Linked DNA regions of Mus musculus: all the other regions are linked to region 3. Evidence: chromatin contacts called from public Hi-C and HiChIP or PLAC-seq data. All regions are on one chromosome and are shown on one strand. Each heading gives the region's core, a stretch centred on a gene start, on an enhancer-like site or on the middle of the called end of the contact. The rest is flanking DNA. Distances are from core to core; before and after follow the strand shown.

What was found. A called contact is a pair of places that touch in the nucleus more often than the background predicts. HiChIP or PLAC-seq counts read pairs in DNA pulled down with a chosen protein or histone mark.
Region 1: a contact with region 3 is called in an H3K4me3 HiChIP or PLAC-seq map of bone marrow-derived macrophages, with 11 times the contacts expected there. The contact joins the enhancer-like site here to the promoter of Pdgfc in region 3. A contact is called at or near these places in 10 of 39 promoter capture datasets (the 3T3-L1 cell line, 3T3-L1-derived adipocytes, cranial neural crest and 6 more), 1 of 15 datasets of contacts at CTCF or cohesin (large pre-B cells), 12 of 484 Hi-C or Micro-C datasets (3T3-L1-derived adipocytes, the C2C12 cell line, the HPC-5 cell line and 7 more), 9 of 115 datasets of contacts at active chromatin or transcription factors (the NIH/3T3 cell line, bone marrow-derived macrophages, cardiomyocytes and 5 more) and 3 of 9 other capture datasets (adipose tissue, embryonic stem cells and liver).
Region 2: a Hi-C map of uterus shows a contact between it and region 3, with 3 times the contacts expected there. The contact joins the enhancer-like site here to the promoter of Pdgfc in region 3. A contact is called at or near these places in 11 of 39 promoter capture datasets (the 3T3-L1 cell line, 3T3-L1-derived adipocytes, the C10 cell line and 7 more), 9 of 484 Hi-C or Micro-C datasets (cerebral cortex, cortical neurons, embryonic fibroblasts and 3 more), 4 of 115 datasets of contacts at active chromatin or transcription factors (bone marrow-derived macrophages, cardiomyocytes, embryonic hindbrain and 1 more) and 3 of 9 other capture datasets (adipose tissue, embryonic stem cells and liver).

The regions. Positions count from the first base shown.
Region 1 is chr3:81,562,782-81,567,552 of GRCm38.p6, forward strand. No RefSeq gene overlaps it. Among named protein-coding and RNA genes, the nearest start is that of Gm52636, 64 kb to the right of the region's middle. Within about 2 kb of position 1,315, at least 17 of the 459 cell types and tissues checked have an H3K27ac peak or open chromatin away from gene starts, as enhancers often do. A contact at or near this core is called in 3T3-L1-derived adipocytes, adipose tissue, bone marrow-derived macrophages and 1 more, where this site is marked.
Region 2 is chr3:81,581,968-81,586,437 of GRCm38.p6, forward strand. No RefSeq gene overlaps it. Among named protein-coding and RNA genes, the nearest start is that of Gm52636, 45 kb to the right of the region's middle. Within about 2 kb of position 1,849, at least 6 of the 459 cell types and tissues checked have an H3K27ac peak or open chromatin away from gene starts, as enhancers often do. A contact at or near this core is called in uterus, where this site is marked.
Region 3 is chr3:81,034,986-81,039,330 of GRCm38.p6, forward strand. It overlaps Pdgfc (platelet-derived growth factor, C polypeptide), which reads left to right and starts at 1,431. Exons shown (of 6, transcript NM_019971.3): 1 at 1,431-2,569. The coding sequence starts at 2,452.

The sequences.
Region 1 (4,771 bases), core at 65-2,564, 530 kb after region 3:
TCATATGTCATTGCATCACGTGTCCTGTTTTTAAGTTGTATTGCACTTGGGCCAATTCTCATTCACCTCATGGTGAAGTGTGATACTTTCTAAACTTTCCTAAAACATTCATAAAAATACACAGTCTGGTGTTCATGTTGCTGTGCTTTTCTCAGACATAATTTTCTTGGACCATGTTTTCATTTGCTGTCCTCCCTACCATGTGTTCCTGTAGAAAGTTACCCATCTACAATATCCCCCCAGAAATGGTTACATCAAAGAGAACTTTTAGGAGAAGGCACTGAGTCACTAACCACATTCAGGAATCAAGATTGTGCAAGAGATGAACTCAGCAGCTTATTTTGAAAAATGCAAGAATCTTAAGAGAAATTGATTTTATTTAGAAGTGGTCAAAGTATAAAATTGTGTAAAAATGTACATGATAAATTTGTATCTAAACAGAATTCTAATAATCAAGCTACTTACTATAAGACTATTCTCTTTTCAGCAGTGATTACTAAACACAAAGACATAACATTTGAAAGTATCATGAAGTAGTAAGTGGGATAAAAACAGAAAACCAGAAGTGTAAAAGATGGCAATAAGGAGCTGGCAGAATCCATTGTTCCATGACAACAATAATTCCCTAAACATTAGCTGGATTTCCTGTGAAATTCAGTCCTTGGAACTGAGAGCTCTCCTCCTGAATCAGGCTCACCATTATTGAGCGATAATGCTGTCTCAAAATTTTCCACTGTGAAGTGAAGACTGTCCTCTCATTAACTACTTAAATCTACACCAACATCTCTTCCAGTGTGGCTACAGACGAAACATCTCTAGCATTCTACTTTCTAATACCAAGTTGGTTTATGGGCAGCATGATTTTATTAACCATTGCTCCAAAATCTTTGGAAGAGGACATAAGATTTGCACCAAACACCAACCTCATTCCTTTTGCTTGGTTCTATAAAACTGGGTATCTTTATAGTAAATAACCTGGAAGCATAAAATGAAGATTATTTTAATCAGCTTCCTTTAGATCCCTTCATATTTCACAGAGCTAATTGAATACTTCATGAGTCAGACTCAGCCAGTGTTATGTGATCCTTTGACAATCATTGTTGCAGAGTGCTGTGTTACCTCAAAATGAGTAACAAACTAGAATGGAGGACATCTCCCTCCAGAAGGGGAAGGGTGAGCATGTCCTGGAGATAGAAGCATGGTAGTATATTCTTTCAGAGAAGGGGGAACTGCATTCTCCATTCCTCTGTGAGTTGCCTTGAACATCATTTCCAAAAAGTGTGCCAATTTGGGAAATGGTGCAAGCCAAAACCTTCCTGACTCAGAAGCCAACTTGCATCACTGTGAGTGTTTTACTTCTGTTTTTGTTTTTGTTTTTCATTCAGGATCAAACCATGAAAGCTTACTTGTTATTTTGTGATCAAGAGAGGCTGGTTTTCAGTCAGTATCCACTCTTAACTGCCCCACATATATTCCCTTTAGATTTCACTCTAACTCTCACACACCCGCTTGAGAAGCATGTGTTAATTCTGACCCTTTGCATTTACCCAGTTCTGCTCAGTAGGAGTCTTCGGAGACCAGAAGCTGTGGTATAATGATCAAGGAGCTGGCAAAAGCTATTTTGGGCAAGAGTTCAGGGCAGGTCTCCAGCCTCAGCAAAGTTCAAATCAAAAGTGCAAGGCAAAAGCAGTTATGAGAATTGAGCAATAATTATGTAAAACAAAATATTTATGAAAAGAAGCTGTCTCTGGAGTTTGTATTAAACATAGCTAGGCACCAGTTAAATGTCCTCAGTTGGGTCTAGGCCTACTGAATGGGTGTGGCAGGTAGGCTGACGCTAGTCTGAGCTTTTATGCACACCTCTCTGACTTCATAGACGTTCTGGGCAACCCGAATCGCCAAGGGCTTCTAAGCAACAATCTGAACTTCATATCTACAGTTTGTTTTCCTGACAGAAAAAGCGGAATATGGTTACCTTAACCAAGCAGAAGTTAGATAAAGACTTGGAAATGCACCTATAATCAGTCAGAAATAAAATAAATATACCAACACCTAAAGCTGCCCCTTTATCTTCCTGTGAAACTAATCCTTTGATTACTAACGAGTACACACACTCAGCCAAGTTCACTATAATAGCAGGAGGTATAAAACTACTTCTGTATTTACCTTGGGATTTAATCTTCAGTTTCTTTATCACATCATACTTATTTTGTTAGCAGAGTTCCTGTCTCCAACTTTGTACTCTTGTATGGGCCATTTTCAGTAGGAACACTTGAGAGGCAACCATTCTTTACCATGACTAAAAGCATTCCCAACTTCTTCTAGCCTTTTCAGGTCCTTCAAACCCCAAATCTATCATCAGCTGCAGTTCCCAAAGATGGCTTGAAACTTATTAAGTTTTCTTAGGCTTATTAGTTTAAAAGATTTCTACATTTTAATAACTATACAGCTGTTTCAGTATATAACTAGACTTTCCTGTGAAAAATTGACCACTTAAATAAAATTAAAATGAAGCCAGATGAGACAAGCAACCACTTGGCCATTGAGAACTGGGCTGTCCATATCATAGGCTACTGATTTACATTACATTCTCCCTTTAATGGGAAGTTATTATTTACTATAATAATCCAGTTGCATTGGCAACTCAAAAAATGTTAAACATACAAAAATTAGTGACTCAATTAGCTAATTAATTGGCAGAGCACTTATCTATTTGCAAACAGGCAATAGGGAAGAACAATAGCCTTAGGAACAGAAAAAAATCATAGCAAGGGCAAGGGAGATCCTTCATGAGTCTATAAAGCAGCACATCCTTTGCAAATGACTATATAAAAATGGCCATGATTTCAGTTTCCTGGAACATGAGCTTTAGGCAATTGTATCAAAATACAAAAAATTCTGTATTTCTTGGCACCACTGGCATTTGGGTACAAATATTTCCTTCTGTGGTAAGCAGTGAATTGAAAAATGCTTAACAACTTCCTCACACTAACCCAAGGCATGCTCAAAGCGTGACATGGGACGCATCCCCAGATTGAGCTAAGCATTTCCCAAAGAAGCAAAATTGTTCCCAGTTGAGAAGGCAGACAACAAGACATCCTGAAACTTTAGCTCACTGCTTAGGCAAATGACTTGCTGCTGCCCTGTTTGAACATTAAAATCCCACAAAGTACTTTTAGAAATGAATGCTGAATTTCTGTCTCCAAAGACTTCCTTATGAATGCTCTATGTTAGAGCCTAGATAGGCATTAGGCGTTTAATATGTTCTGTTCATTTAATATATAGCCTGGGCCAAAGATCCTGGTTAAAAAATAAATTGTTAGCCATCACATGATTGTATTGAATCTGCAGATTGATTTTGTGAAGATGAACATTTTTACTATATTAACTGTACAGATCCATTAAGATAGGAGATTTTCTGTCTTCTAATAACTTTTTCAGTTCATTTCTGTAGTATCCAAAAGTTTTAAGATAGAAGTCTTTTATTTGCTTGGTTAGAGTTAAAGCAAGATTTCTTTTGAGGCTACTATGAAAGGTATTGTTTCCTAGCATTTTTGCCGTTCATATATAGGAAAGCTACTGATTTTTTTGTGTGTTTATTTGCATCTGGCTACTTTGCTGAAAAGTGTTTATATCATTTATAGAAGTTTTCTGTTAGAATGCTTAAGGTTTCTTATATATACACACTTATATCATCTGCAAATAAAAATAGTTTTCTCTCTCCCTATTTGCATTTTCTCTGTATCATATTTTTATTCTCCTTATTTCCTTTAGCTATTTTAATGTTCTATCTAGTTGCTTGCTTTAAGTCCTCCCTTTGTCTAATTTTATTACTGTATCATTTTCTGTCCATTTTAGTTCATTTGGCGAAAGGCTCATCAATCTTACTGAATTTCTCAGAACTAACTCTCTTCCGTGGATGCTTTGTATGTTCCGTTTTATTTATTGATTTCATCCCTCATTATGAACATTTCTTGTTGTTTACTCCTTTTGATTGTTTTTTGTTGTTGTTGTTGTTGTTGTTGTTGTTCTAGAACTTTTGAGTGTGTGTTTGAATTGTTAGGAAGAAAGACCTTAGTTGTTTTTTAAATGTAGGCACTTAGTATTACAAGCTTGCCTCTCAGAGCTGCCTTTACTGTATTCCACGGGTTTGAGGATGTTGTGTTTAAATCTTCATTCAATTTTACAAATTTTGATTTCCTTCTTAATTTCTGTCTTGAAAAGTATTTGGTAGTGAGTTGTTCCGATTTCATGAGTTTGTAAACTTTCTGTGGTTGTTTCTTCTTGTTGTTATCATTGTTGATGATGTTATCTGGCTTTATTCTTAGAAGGTCTGATCCCATGCAGGCAATTATATCAATTCCCTTGTCTTGTCACTTGTGTCCTATGTGGACAGTTTTGGAGAATGTACCACAAACTGCTAAATAAAAGATTGTATTAGTTAGGACTTATTGCTGTGAACAGACAATATGACCAAGGCAGCTCTTACAAGGACAATATTTCATTGGGGCTGGCAAGATTCAGTCCATTATCATCAAGGCGGGGACATGACAACATCTAGGCAGGCATGGTGAAGGAGGAGCTGAGAGTTCTACATTTGTATCTGAAGGCTGCTGGCAGAATACTGACTTCCAGGCAGCTAGGATGAGGGTCTTAAAGTCCACACCCACAGTGTCACACCTACTCCATCCAACAAGGCCCAACTTACTCCAAAAGGACCACACCTTCTAATAGTGCCTCTCCCTGGGCCGAGTATATACAAGCCATCACA
Region 2 (4,470 bases), core at 599-3,098, 550 kb after region 3:
TTCTGAAACTTGTGAGAGTCACAAGGACCCTCCTCAAAATTATATAAGTTGCAATTTCTGGGAAGAATACACAATCGGACCAGCAGAGCTGCCAGCAAGATATGCAGAAAGCATCAGAAATGTGGACATCATGAGACATCTCTCCCACGGTTATGGGCTTTTCAGTAACCTATACTCTTGTATGTAAAACCAATAAGCTCACTTATTCAGTAAGCCAACTTGGATAGAATAATTTCTTTGATCTGTCATTGATTCCCTTCCTGGGGTTCATAGACATTTGTTTATGTCTCTCCGGGAAAAGTCACACAATATAGGCAAGCTTATTTAAACTCTGAGCATTGGCATGAGCATTTATAGACATGATACCTACAATTATTCACCTGTATATGACAAGCTATTGTTTACAGCACAAGAAAACATGAAAAACAAAACATTTCCAGCTGAGCTTCTCAAAGGGCCTTAGGTCCCTTAAGCTAAAGGCCATTTCTTCTTGATAAGCCAGAACTGCAAATGTTCAAGAAGCAAGACAGTATCTTCAAATGCATCATTTTGGTCAACTCTCCTAAGTCAGCTGAAATTTCACTGGCTTCTTTTGCAAATACTCTGCAATGCCGTCCTTCTTCTCTGTTTTGAGGATTATCCACAGGCTTCAATTTTCTCTGTACTGGCTTATGTGGCAATATGATCTGCCTAAGTTCCTCAATTATTATGTAGGCTTATGTGATATATTCATGTTTATTAGTAGTATGTTTTAATACATTCATTTGCCTTATTGAATTTTAATTGATGCATAATTATATAAATGTGTGTGTGTGTGTGTGTGTGTGTGTGTGTGTGTGTGTGTGTGTTTATGGAATGTAAGGTATAATGGTTTGATGCACATGTACATTGTAAAGTGACTTTCTTAGTTAGGGCTTTACTGCTGTAAACAGACACCATGACCAAGGCAACTCTTAAAAGGACAACATTTAATTGATTCTGACTTACAAGTTCAGAGTTCAGTTCATTATCATCAAGGTGGAAAAATGTCAGCATACAGGCAGGCATGGTGCAAGAGGACCTGATAGTTCTACTTCTTCATCTGAAGGGTGTTAGCAGCTACTTAGTTAACACCTACTTCAGGCAGCTAAGACTAGGGTATTAAAGGCCACACCCACAGTGACACACCTACTCAAAGAAGGCCACATTCCCTGGCTCAAACATATACAAACCATCACAGTGACTAAATAAAGCTAATTAGCATACTTACCTTGCATCTAATTATTTCATTGAGAAATTTTCAGATATGCTATCAGCAATTTAAAAATATATATTATTGCTAAATATAATATTCCTTGAAATTGAAAAGAAGCCACTTCCTTAAAGTAGATGAAGGGTTTTATTCACCAAAGTGTGTATGTAAACTATTTCAAGTCCAGGTGGGTACATAGTATATCATCATACTGTTCTGAAATAAAGAGACGCACATGTTTTTTGCCAAAATTCCTGTAGTTGTGCATGAGGTGCTTGGAATGTGCTGGTTTCTGGCTCAAGAAAGCAGATTGAGTAAGTACATTTAACATGGATAAATTGCTCTGTGGATAATTAGAATGTCAAAGAACCACCATTACAGCACAGACTCGTACCTTCTGATTTATGTCCAGCATCACACTCTCAAAATCCTTTCTGAAAGCCACAGTCTGGGATTTTACTGTCTAATAGTTTCGTGCTTTTATGCATGTGTTATATATCTTTCTGTTGGAATAGAAAGAAGATCTTCATCTTTCTCAGCCTTCCAGCACATGTTCATTCTCTCCTGGAGGCTCATGCGTGGATAATGCACATTGTAAATCCTTGTAGATTCCAAGTTCTCAAAGAACAAAGACAACAAGAGAGCAGAGTGCAGCTCCTTGCTCATCCCTCCCTCCCCAGCACCACCCTGCTTGCCTCACCCAAAGGAACAAACAGAATCATTTGTCCTTGTTATAAAAATGATTGAGCCACTTTTACAAACTTAACTTCAAAGATCCGACTCCTTGTTTTAATTTAATTCGTTATTTCTTTGCTCTCGTGGTCAATAAATCAAGTCATGAGCCACTAAAAGCTTCTGAGATACTAAATGCTTGAGGTTTGCTTTTCAGTGAACTTTTATGTTTCATTTCAATTTGGAGAGAAACCACTTGATGCTTGCTTCATCAATGGGTGAAACATACCGTACCCTTTTGAAAAGTGTATTTTATTTAACCATAAATAAAAGTTTCAAGGTACAGAGAGCTCAGTTAGAGGTTCTATGTTTATGTATCTGTTCCCTATCACACTGCCAAAGATTGACTTCAAAGTTTCTTCTCTACTCATATGGGGGGAAAAAAACTCCAACTATTCAAACTTTCCTAAGAATTAATTAAGCACATGACCACTATAAACTAAGAGGAAAAATAAGTCCAAATAATATGAAGAAAAACCTGCATATGTGACCCATAAAATGTGACATGATAGCACGTTCTCTGTGGCAAGCTGTTTAAACAAGCTCATAGTTTATGTAGATTTTTTTCTGTTTATTTTCAGTACATTCTCAGTGTGTTCTAGTCTACACAGGTGGCTCACTGTACTACCTACAACAGGGGTTCTCCACCTGTGGCTAGTGACCCTTTTGGCAGTCTAATGACTCTTCAGTCTTATATCATATAGTTTGCACATCAGATATCTACATTGTTATTCATTTCAGTTGCAAAATTCCAATTATGAAGTAGCAATCTTTATGGTTTGGGGGGTCGCAATAAAATGCAGAAGTGTATTAAAGGGTCACAGTGTTAGGAAGCTTAAGAATCACTGACCAAAAGCTAGCTTAGAAGATCAATTTTACCTAGAATAGGCCTTGGGCCTTAGGAAACTGTTCTGGAGTGCTCTACGTGAAGTGGAGTTGGGATAAAGCTATCACATATTACAATAAACGTTCTCATGAGAAAACTTTGCAATCAATTTTATTCCTGACATTTGAGAATTCCTGTTGAAGTTTCATCAAAATTAAAGACTTAGAAACACAGAAATGCCGCTGGAGCAATGGCTCAGTGATTAAGAACACACATACAAGTCATAGAGAATACCTTTGCGCATATCTTAACACAGACATAGGGGATTGACAACCCTCCCTGACCAAATTTCCATGGGTTCTGACAATCATCTTCTGGACTCCATGGGCACCAGGTAATGGAATTACAGGCATATAGAAAAAAAGAATTTGTGCACATAAAATAAAATTCATCTTATTTTTAAAGATATAAAAGAAAGTGAGGGAGGATATTATTTATTCTGAAGGGTCAAAATTGTCTATAAATCTTGGAATTGTGATGTTCCACATAGATTAAGTTTTGAAATGTTAAAAATAGTTATTATCGCAGGGAAACAAATAAAAGCAAAACAATGTGTGGTGTTATTAGCAATTCACTTTCTTTGACACAAATTCAACAGAAATTCCCAGCTACATATAACAGGATGTGCTGAATGTAATATTTCTGGGAGGTATTAATGGCCAAGTTCTAGGCGACAATGAAGAAATCCAGGCTTAAATAGATGAAGAGCTTGCATTGAATATGGACTTGAGGAAAGAAGTGGTAAGTGCAGACAAACAGACAAGTTCCGAGCCGAAGAAAACTATAGCTGTTTTATTCACACATCTACGGTGCACACATTATATAGTGTTGACCAGGACAGTAGACATGCTCCAGTCCTTGTGGCCTCACATACCATGACCTTACAGCACCACTAACAAAAATGATACAAAGAAATCAGGTAAACTGATCAATCCACTATTGAAGTGTTTCTAGGCAGTTTATTGATTAGAAAAATGTGAGTTTAAAAGTATCATCAAAGAAGAAACAGTTGTACTAGAGCTAGGACAAATGGATCAAAGCTCAGTAGAAAAGCTGAATGCAAAAGGGGAGATAAAGCGAAGGCAAGGCCATAATAGCCAGAGTGGTTAGAAAGCTTACATCTCTAGTAACAGTGTAAATGTATGGTTAACAAAAAGAGAGACTATGATGGATGTGAAAATTGCCATCTCATTCTGGATATGGGAAACTTAAAAGGAACAGATGGCTTTAACAATGTAAGGTTCTGATCACTACAGACAAATGATCAATGTCAGGGAACAGCCTGGTTACCATGAAGAATTGACAGATCAAGTTTGGTACTGTAAAGGAAGATGCTGATGAGTGGTAAAGCCCAAACCCATTCAGCGAAATGAAGGATGTGGTAGAGTTCACAGGAATGATGGAGCAGGCAGCACAAACACCAACATAGAATACAGAAAAAACAGAATACAGACCAGACCAGTACACACCTTACACACAATCCAGTGTGTTAAGGAAGAGCATTCGTGCCTTCCCCAGAACACAAAATACAGTGAATGATTTCAAATATGAGGATAGGATAGTTCTGAAAGGACCCAATGTATTTCTTTCCAGATATGTACAGCAAAGTCTTCTCATCCGC
Region 3 (4,345 bases), core at 181-2,680:
AAATGACAAAAACTGGACCTTAATGGATTGGATTGCAAACAGATCTACCGAGAAAGCATGCCTTTTGGTGTCTCATTTTGATTAAAATTGGGAACTCTCCTTTGCATATTCAGGAATGTACAGAACACTTTTGGAATACACGTATGTCACAATGGAATGGCACTGAAGATGATGCACTGCTAACTTGAATAAAGTAACAAGGCTTGTACCATTAACATCCATACACTTAAAGTCTAAGCAAGAGACTTTCTATCCAACACTGTAAAGGTGGAAATCCCACAGATAAGAATGAATGAATGGAACAGGTTTGTAAGGATTTCACAGGAGAACAGCATCTTTCTTTATTTGGTCCCGGGGACTTCCTGGATGCCAAGCAGGAGTTATAATGAACAACCTGTCAAGTACTCATTTGAAGGAAGAGAGAAGAGGACAGAGACCTGGCTAGAACAGGGTTGTTTGGTAGGCCCCAGTGGTGTCCAAGAACAAAGGAAAAGATTAACATTTTATCGTTTGGACTGGTCCCATCTTTTATTTCTGTCTCCAGGTCATGCCCGGTTTCAGGATTATGTTTACCTTGGTTCTATGGTTGGATTGCATGCCCTGACTGATTCAACTAAGTACTTGGTGATACATCTGTCTGACTGCACACCAAGGCATTTGCTTGCTCTAATGTTATTTTTATTTTCCTTATTTTCATTTTCTTTTTTTATTACCCCTCCATCCAAAGATGCATCTTTTGTTTAGATTTCAAACCCTACTGTGCCTTCAACGCTTTCACGAGGATTTTCTGATAAGGAAAGCATATTGGAATCCTATCAGAGACACATGTATTGCACATGGAACCACCCTAGGCCCTACTAACATGTTTTTCTCATTCTAGATAACCCCATAGGAACTTTAGTCTCAGCACGAAGCACTTCGTGCATAAAGGCAACCAGTTCAAACATTAGGGGCTCCAGGACAGCCTATGTGTAAATTGCCACACTATGTCCCCAGACACTCTAGGAGCTAGATTTCATTATCATGCAGCACCCAGCTGCAAAGGACAGGGACTCTTTCTTCTGCTCAGTGGTACCCTCCAACCCCAGTTCCTCTCCAAACAGGGTTCATGTGGATACAGTGGTGCATGGCTTCAATTCATGTTACAACTCTGACTTTATCTTTACTTTTGATTTATTCATTCTCCTTCAGACAGAGCCATTCTGGAAGCATCTTGAGTTCAACTTCCCTCCTTCAGTGCAGAACTCTGGCCACGAGTCCTGACAAAGCGCTTTGGGAGTGGGGATCCCCTTAGGAATGAAAGACAAGTTACAGCCAGGGAGAGCCAGAAGAGAAGGAGTGGCTGTCCTCTCCTACTTTTTTTTCCCTCTCTCTTTCTCTGAGTTTGCAGCACCCTTGAACAGCCCGCAGACTCCTTATTTGGGGTTAGGGGCGCCCAGGGGAAAGGAAGCTGGGGGCCGCCTGGCGGCATTCCTCGCCGCAGTGTGGGCTCCGTCTGCCGCGGGGCCCGCAGTGCCCCCTGTCTGCGCCAGCACCTGTTGGCCCGCCAGCTGGCCGCCCGCGCCCCCCGCGCCCCCCGCGCCCGCCCGGCCGCCAGCCCCGCGCCCCGCGCGCCGCCCGCTGGGGGAAAGTGGAGACGGGGAGGGGACAAGAGCGATCCTCCAGGCCAGCCAGGCCTTCCCTTAGCCGCCCGTGCTTAGCCGCCACCTCTCCTCAGCCCTGCGTCCTGCCCTGCCTTAGGGCAGGCATCCGAGCGCTCGCGACTCCGAGCCGCCCAAGCTCTCCCGGCTTCCCGCAGCACTTCGCCGGTACCCGAGGGAACTTCGGTGGCCACCGACTGCAGCAAGGAGGAGGCTCCGCGGTGGATCCGGGCCAGTCCCGAGTCGTCCCCGCGGCCTCTCTGCCCGCCCGGGACCCGCGCGGCACTCGCAGGGCACGGTCCCCTCCCCCCAGGTGGGGGTGGGGCGCCGCCTGCCGCCCCGATCAGCAGCTTTGTCATTGATCCCAAGGTGCTCGCCTCGCTGCCGACCTGGCTTCCAGTCTGGCTTGGCGGGACCCCGAGTCCTCGCCTGTGTCCTGTCCCCCAAACTGACAGGTGCTCCCTGCGAGTCGCCACGACTCATCGCCGCTCCCCCGCGTCCCCACCCCTTCTTTCCTCCCTCGCCTACCCCCACCCCCCGCACTTCGGCACAGCTCAGGATTTGTTTAAACCTTGGGAAACTGGTTCAGGTCCAGGTTTTGCTTTGATCCTTTTCAAAAACTGGAGACACAGAAGAGGGCTCTAGGAAAAACTTTTGGATGGGATTATGTGGAAACTACCCTGCGATTCTCTGCTGCCAGAGCCGGCCAGGCGCTTCCACCGCAGCGCAGCCTTTCCCCGGCTGGGCTGAGCCTTGGAGTCGTCGCTTCCCCAGTGCCCGCCGCGAGTGAGCCCTCGCCCCAGTCAGCCAAATGCTCCTCCTCGGCCTCCTCCTGCTGACATCTGCCCTGGCCGGCCAAAGAACGGGGACTCGGGCTGAGTCCAACCTGAGCAGCAAGTTGCAGCTCTCCAGCGACAAGGAACAGAACGGTGAGTATCGCCCCCTCCTCCCCCTTCCCGCGTCTCGCTGTGCGTTCGGGTTGGCATTGTGCGGTGGCATGTGGGGTCCTCCAGTCGTGGAGCTGATGGTCGGGTCTCTGGCGCTGCAGATGGGAGTTTCCTGAGTCCGCGTGCACTTTCTGGGGTGGGGGCAGATTTCGGCAGTTTGCAACTTCCGAAGCTCACTGAGTAGAGGGAGCGGGAAGTGCCCCGCAACCTCAGAGTGGAGAGGACGCATGGGCTATGGAAAGGATTGGAAAAGTCAACTGTGACCACATTGCTAGGTGGCATATGGCCAGAGTTACAAGTAAAAGAACTGCCTTTAAGAAGAAATCCCAAAATGAATGAGTCGTGGCAAGTTTGACTTTAAGCAGGTATGGGGGGGGGTGTTAAGAATGGAGAATTCAGGAAAGGTATTAAATTCCTTAATCGAAACACTGTATTATGGGAAGGCAGGCACCAATAAAGAATTAGGTGAGAAATACAGAGGTCAAGAGGCCACTTGGACATTTTCAAAGGAATTGGTTATGGTTTTTCTCTTGAACTTTTTTTTTTTTTTTAAAACGTGCCTTTGTGCCCCGAAACCCTCACCTTTTGGTGGTGTATTTTTTTGTATGTTCATGAATGACTATTTTGTGTGTGTTGGAAGCGATCTAATCCTGCATAGGAAATGAGAATTACTTTCAGCTTTCAAGTGTACCTGAAATGTTTAGAAAACTTTCAGATGCGAGTTCCCCTGGGCTGGGATTGCACAGAGCTGGAGAAAAGCCTCTTTCATAAGTCCAGGGAAGCTTCGGGGGTGTAATTTGCTTAGCCTCTGAACCCCATATGATTCACAGCATTCAATTTCTAAACTCCTTTGCTCTTGATCTACCACTATAAAGCCATTTTTTGAGACTCTTTTGTAAATAGAAATTTTATACCACACATGAAACCACAATGCTAATGTAGGCATCCTAAAACTGGAATATTAAATACCCTGTTTACAATACAAGGGGAGGTTCTCGCTGCTATTTAAGAGGGAAATATACATGTTTTTCCTACTTTGTTATCTATTTACAATGCAATTTCACTAGCCAGGTAAGATGACTGCCAGAGACAGTTGGGAAATGAGGATGGAGTGATATATATATACATATATACATATATATGTATATATATATATATATTGCTTCAAGGCTTCACATCTGGATTTCAACTCTATAAAGGACACATCTTAAAACAAAGTCCAAAAATACATATGTTCTCTTCATCATTCCTATGCATTGCTGGGCCAGGGTAATAGCATGGTGTTTCTTGGTATGCTTGCTCCTTACCTCTGGCTAATGTGATGGCATGTGGCACCTTAAGGCTCTTGAACTGCTGATCAAAGGGCAGCCTAGTGATCTATCTATAATCATAGGGCCTGCAGAGACCTGAGAGATCAAAGGAGCCACAACACCAGCTATACCCAGGCAGGAAGCAAATCCAACCAACCTTTGTCCTTTCTAACACAAAATAAATGTCTAGTTTAAAATATTGCTTCTTACTAAATCTCCATAGCAACCCAGCTTCAACTTATCGCTGCACAGTGAGTGCTCCTTTCTATTTCTGGTCCCTCATCTCCTGTGGCTGGGTCCCAGCATCCCTCGTTCTCCTTGCTACTTTTGTATCCTTTTGCTTTTTCCTTGCAGTCCCTTCTCATGATCTACATGCTATCATCACTTTGCAATGAGCGCCAGAGCTTTCTGCTGGCTGCAGCTAGCTAGCTACTTGGGTAGCTTCACA